2 separate regions of the Pan troglodytes genome follow, and region 2 is linked to region 1. Evidence: chromatin contacts called from public HiChIP or PLAC-seq data. All regions are on one chromosome and are shown on one strand. The core of a region is the stretch at or near the end of the contact, and the rest is flanking DNA. Distances in the headings are between cores, read along the strand shown. Region 1 holds the start of NME9 (NME/NM23 family member 9). Region 2 holds the start of DBR1 (debranching RNA lariats 1).

Evidence for each region. HiChIP or PLAC-seq counts read pairs in DNA pulled down with a chosen protein or histone mark.
Region 2: an H3K4me3 HiChIP or PLAC-seq map of stem cell-derived excitatory neurons shows a contact between it and region 1, with 6 times the contacts expected there. The contact joins the promoter of DBR1 here to the promoter of NME9 in region 1. A contact is called at or near these places in 2 of 7 Hi-C or Micro-C datasets (induced pluripotent stem cells and stem cell-derived neural progenitor cells) and 1 of 1 datasets of contacts at active chromatin or transcription factors (stem cell-derived excitatory neurons).

What each region holds. Positions count from the first base shown.
Region 1 is chr2:141,541,823-141,544,816 of NHGRI_mPanTro3-v2.0_pri, reverse strand. NME9 (NME/NM23 family member 9) reads left to right here and starts at 1,489. Exons shown (of 12, transcript XM_063807225.1): 1 at 1,489-1,609; 2 at 2,088-2,124. The coding sequence starts at 1,578.
Region 2 is chr2:141,382,364-141,385,357 of NHGRI_mPanTro3-v2.0_pri, reverse strand. DBR1 (debranching RNA lariats 1) reads left to right here and starts at 1,592. Exons shown (of 8, transcript XM_526319.7): 1 at 1,592-1,952; 2 at 2,921-2,994. The coding sequence starts at 1,756.

The DNA of each region.
Region 1 (2,994 bases), core at 240-2,739:
ATTCCACACCATTCAAGAGCTTCAGCAACCACCACCTTGTGGCAATGAACATGATTTGCATCTAGTCAACTCAGTTTGCAATGTGGTGTCTTAAGGACTGCCTGTGGCTCTGTGTAATATTATCATGGAACTGAATATTGCCATGGGACTGAATGCAAGAAAAGAGTAGGTGGATTCGGAGCTGGAGTGGGAGAAGGTAGGATGACAGGTAGGAAGATGTTCGGTCTCCAGTATACCCATCGCCCTGTACTTCACAGAGGGTTGCTGGGTACCTCATGGCCAAACAGGGTATCAGCACTCCCTGGATGGAAATCATTTGGTGTATGCTTCACTTGGGAAGAATTGATATCTTAACAATATTAATTCTTCCTATCCATGAACATGGAATATTTCTTCATTTATTTAAATCTGTGAGATCTCTTTCATCAGCTGTGATTGATTCCTAGTTTAATTCTATTGTAGTCAGAGAACAGACTTTGTTCTATCCTTTTAAATTTGTTAAGCTATGTTTTAGGGCCTAGATTGTGGTCTATCTCAGTGAATGTCCCATGTGAGCTTGAGAAAGAATCTATATTCCGCTGTTGTTGAGCTAAATATTGTATAAATGTCAATTAGATCAATTTCATATATTTTTTTCAGTTCAACTATATCCTTGCTCATTTGCTTCTGCTGGATGTATTAATTACTTTTTAAAAATGGTATGAAAGCATTCTATTATAATACTGAGTTTACCTATTTTTCCTTGCAGTTTTATCTTCTTTTGCCTCACATATTTCGGTGCTCTGTTTTTAAGTACATACATATTAAGTATTGTTATGTCTTCCCAAATAACTGATCCCTTTAACTTTATGTAATGTCCCTGTTTATACCTGATAAATTTCCTTGTTCTGAAGTCTGCTTTTCTTGAAATTAACATACCTACTTCAGCTATTTTTTTAATTAGTGTCAGCCTGGTATAGCTTTCTCTATCCTTTTGCTTTTAATGTATTTTCTTGTAGATAACACACGATTGGGCTTTGTTTTTGAAATCCATTCTGACAATCTCTTTTTTAATTGGTGTAATCAGATTATTCACATTTAAAGTGGTTATTGATACAGTTGGATTAATATCTACAATGTCTGTAACTGTTTTGTATGTGTCTCACTTGACTTTCATATCTAATTTTGAATTTGTAATTTCATATTCTTTGCCTTAAAGAGAACGCTTGCAGACCCCTCAAAACCTGGAGACACCCCCCACCTTGCACACATTATACCGGTATGTGATGGTAGAAAAGCTGCACATCAGTCTTGGCAGGCAGGGCAGGAGGGATGCAGGGATTCACAGATGCGACTGTGCAACGCACAGATGCACTGGGTCTTTGCTTGGTGGGTTCAAACCTCCAGACGCTGACAAACGCTGCAGCCAATGAGTGGGTTCCTATGGTCCGATATGGAGGGCAAGGGGCGGGACTCCCTCCTGCCTCTCCCTGGCTGGGTTCAGAGCCTCCGCGGAGAGACTGCGTTGGGCCCAGAGTGGGCGTGGCTTACGTGTCCGCCGGCTTTCCTGGCAGGCCTGGCGGGGGGGCCAGGTTGCCATGACGACCGCGGCTAGGTCGCTGCAGACTCGGTTGGTGACTCCGGGCGCGTCGAAGATCTTGTACCTGTCGTTCGCAGTGGCTCAGTTTCCCAGTAATCCATAAGAACAGCAGGGATAACAGGGTCCCATGTCGTTTTTTTTGTCAGAATTCCTCGACTGGCGACCCTGTGCCCGACAGGCTGCACCGCGCCCGGCGCACTGACTCCGGCCTCTGCGCGCGCCCCCTGGCCGGCTCCGGGGTGGGGAGGGGGCTTCGCACATCCCCAGAAAACCGCCCGGCGAGCCACGAGCCCGTGGACTGCAGGCTCCGCTTCCTCGTGGGGTGTTCACTTTGTATCAGTGTGTTGATTTGCCGCCAGTTAGAAGCACCTTAAAAAGGGGCCGGGGGCCGTAGGAGGGGGGCTTGTCTGAAGGAGGCTCTGGGCTTGCTGATCCACGCAGCGGTTTGTCGCGAGGCTGCGGGGGAACGGCCCACGGCCGCGGTAACAGGGCTTCGTCTTCTTTACAGAGCCATGGGCAGCAGGAAGAAGGAAATTGCCCTGCAGGTAAGCCTCAAGGGGCGCTAGCTTCCAGCTCTGGGTTGGGCTCGGGGAAGAGGAGGGTGATTAGAGCGGGGTTGCAGTATAAAAGTGACATTCTGTTTGCCAGCAGTACGTGACAGTGTTCTCAAACTTGAGTGATGTACCCTTCCGTCTTAAAGGGACAAAACTTATCTTGGAACCCCAGTGATGACAAATTTTATGCAAACAAAATTAATGCAAACAAAACTGAGTAGAAGCTGTTTATATTTATAGTGCTTATACAACCATAAAACCTAAACATGCATTAAATAAAGCTACAAACCAAGAAAATACGAATCAACATAACTCGATGTGACCGTTATTTTGTTCTTGTTGAAATACAACTGCAGCTTGCACAGAGAATACAGTATAGGTTCTTTTGACTTTGGGCATGAGTCTGTAACTGTGTGCTTTGTGGAGACCCAGTTATCCCACCACTGTTCTCATCAAATTTCACTTATTAACAAATGTGTTTTGAGATATATTATGTGCTGGACATTTGTTATATAGAGTGCCTTACTTCATTTGCATGTGGGACAAGTGAATTCAGAAGCCAGCAACTGCTCTTCTTCTTGGTCCTGGACAATAGACAGTGGTTGATTCTGAAGTGATGGTAAAAACATGCAGGCATAGACCCTGGAATTAAGAGAGAGTGCTTGGTCATAAGGAGATCAGCTGGATGATCTGCAACATGGGAACATTTTAAAACGAACTTAAAATGCCTCATCATCAGCTGGCCCCAGTAAGATGCATACCAAGGCTACAGAGCCTCCTAGATAATAGAGCATTAGTGGTTTTGAGACATCTGGTTTCTCTCTTATTGTCCTCAGTAGGACCAGCAGTTTGCATGTGGAT
Region 2 (2,994 bases), core at 343-2,842, 160 kb after region 1:
AGAAAAAAAAGCAACATTTAAGTAGATACTGACCAAGAATTTTCCAAAACTGAAAAAAGATACCAAGCTATAGATTCAGAAAGCATAAATGAGTAAGGTTCAAAAAAAAAAAACCACTTAGATATATTTTATTAAAATAGCTTTAAGGAGTAGGGAGAGAAAGTAGAGAAAGAGAAAACAGTAAATAGCAAAGAAAAAGACACATTACTGGCTGGGCGCGGTGGCTAACGCCTGTAATCCTAGCACTTCGGGAAGCCGAGGTGGGCGGATCACTTGAGGTCAGGAGTTCGAAACCAGCTTGGCCATCATGGTGAAACCCTGTCTCTACTAAAAATGCAAAAAATTAGCTGGGCATGGTGGTGTGCACCTGTAATCCCAGCTACTTGGGAGGCTGAGGCAGGAGAATCGCTTGAACTGGGGAGGCGGAGGTTTCAGTGAGCCGAGATCGTGCCACCGCCTCCAGCCTGGGCAACAGAGTGAGAGACTGTCTCAAAAAAACAAAAAACAAACAAACAAACAAAAAACCCACATTACTTTCAATGAAAAAAAACCTTAAGTTTATAGGTGACTTCTCAGTAGAAGATAATGCAAGCCAGAAGATAATAGAATGCTATTTTTGAAATGCTTTGTAAAAAAAAAAAAAAAACAAAACACACACACACTGCTTAACTGGTATTCAGTACTCAGTAAACACACCCTTTATGAATTAAGGTGAAACAAAGACATCTCTTTCTTTGTTTTTCTTTTTTTTTTTTTAGACGGAGTCTCACCCTGTCACCCAGGCTGGAGTGCAATGGCACGATCTCAGATCACTGCAACCTCTGCCTCCTGGGTTCAAGCGATTCTCCTGCCCCAGCCTCCTAAGTAGCTGGGATTACAGGTGTGCACCACCACGCCCAGCTAATTTTTTGTATCTTTAGTAGAGACAGGGTTTCACCATGTTGGCCATGCTGGTCTCAAACTCCTGACCTCGTGATCCGCCCGCCTCAGCCTCCCAAAGTGCTGGGATTACAGGTGTGAGCCAGCACACTGGCTTCTTTTCTTTTCTTCTCTCTCTCTTTCTCTTTTGTCTCTCTCTTTTTTTTTTTTTTTTTTTTTTTTCAGACGGAGTCTCGCTCTGTCGCCCAAGCTGGAGTGCAGGGGCGCGATCTCAGGTCACTGCAACCTCCGTCTCCTGGGTTTGAGGGATTCTCCTGCCTCAGCCTCTGAAGTAGCTGTGATTACAGACGTGCGCTACTGCGCCCAGCTAATTTTTGTATTTTTAGTAGAGACAGGGTTTCACCATTTTCCCCAGAGTGGAAAGAAATTTTTAAACAAACAAATATCTAGAAAAAAATTAATCTGTCGTCGGCCTACAGTAAACAAACAGGAAAACTTAAACTGAGCTCTTCAGACAGAAGAAAAATGATTCCAAAGAGAAAAATGGAAATCCAGGAAGAAAAGAGTAAGGATGGAAAGAGTACATTTGTGGATGTATATACAAAAAGATATTGACTGCATAAAACAATAATTAAAAAAAAGAAAAAAGGAAAAAAAGAAAATAAGTTCCCTGGGATCCCAGAATTAGGTTTGACCTTCCCGGTCCCTCTCTCGCGAGATCTGGAAACCGGAAGTGAATTATTTTGCAGGCGTCTACACCCAGGCGGTGGCTCTACTTATTAAAGTTGGCGGGAGCTGAGCGATCAGTCGGTCCTGGGCTGGCTGTGGTGTAGGGCGTTGCAGGCAGCGCTCATCTTACCTCCTCAGGCCGGCAGAATGCGGGTGGCTGTGGCTGGCTGCTGCCACGGCGAGCTGGATAAGATCTATGAGACGCTGGCGCTGGCAGAGCGGCGCGGCCCGGGGCCTGTCGACCTCTTGCTGTGCTGCGGCGACTTCCAGGCGGTGCGCAACGAGGCGGATCTACGCTGCATGGCCGTGCCGCCCAAGTATCGTCACATGCAAACCTTCTACAGGTGAGGACGCGGCCGGGCCCGGACTTGGCGGTGGGGGGGTGGGACTGGGTTCCCTCTGCCACTGGCTGCCTGTTTCCCTTAGATCCTGTCTTTGTTCGCTCTGTGTCTCTAATTGGTGCCTAACTGAATACAGGGGTGAGGTAGTGGGAGGCGGGAAATGTATTCAGTTAGGTACTGTATTCAGTTAGGTACCAAATTATGTCAGTTTCACTAGCACCCTATCTCATTAGGTGCTTAGGAAATGTCACTTTGCTTCTTTCCATACACATCTTATCCATTTCACAGGGTATCGAAGCCTGGGAGGGGATAACCTGGAGGAAGAAGCTGACAGGTTTAGATAGCTACCTTGTACTTGATAGGACTCTGGAATTAGTTCATTCAATGATCCTGAAGTTTTTACTGGGCGCCTGCTATGTGCTTGTTGTGGTTCTAGAAGATGAGGTTATGGCAATGAACTCGAAACAGTTCTTGACTTAATTGAACGGGCACTGACTTGAGGCTCAAGGTGGAAGCTCTTCATTCCTAAGGGCAAGGATGGATACTGGGCAATTCCTTTTTTTTTTTTTTTTTTCTTGAGACAGAGTTTCGCTTTGTTGCCCAGGCTGGAATGCAGTACCGCGATATTGACCCACTGCAACCTCCGTCTCCTGGGTTCAAGCGATTCTCCCACCTCAGCCTCCCGAGTAGCTGGGATTACACCCAGCTAATTTTTGCATTTTTAGTAGAGACGGGGTTTCACCACATTGGCCAGGTTGGTCTCGAACTCCTGACCTCAGGGGATCCGCCTGTGTCGGCCATCCAAAGTGCTGGGATTACAGGAGGGAGCCACCGCGTCCAGCCCCAGGCAATTCCTTTTGAAAGAGCTTTTTAACTTTTTATGATGAACTCAGTTTCTTTTTTTTTTTTGGAACTCATTTGCTTTTCTGCTATGCCTAATTGTGGTAACTGACTTTGCTCTTATGTTCTAGGTATTACTCTGGAGAGAAAAAGGCCCCAGTTCTCACACTGTTCATTGGGGGAAACCATGAAGCCTCAAATCATT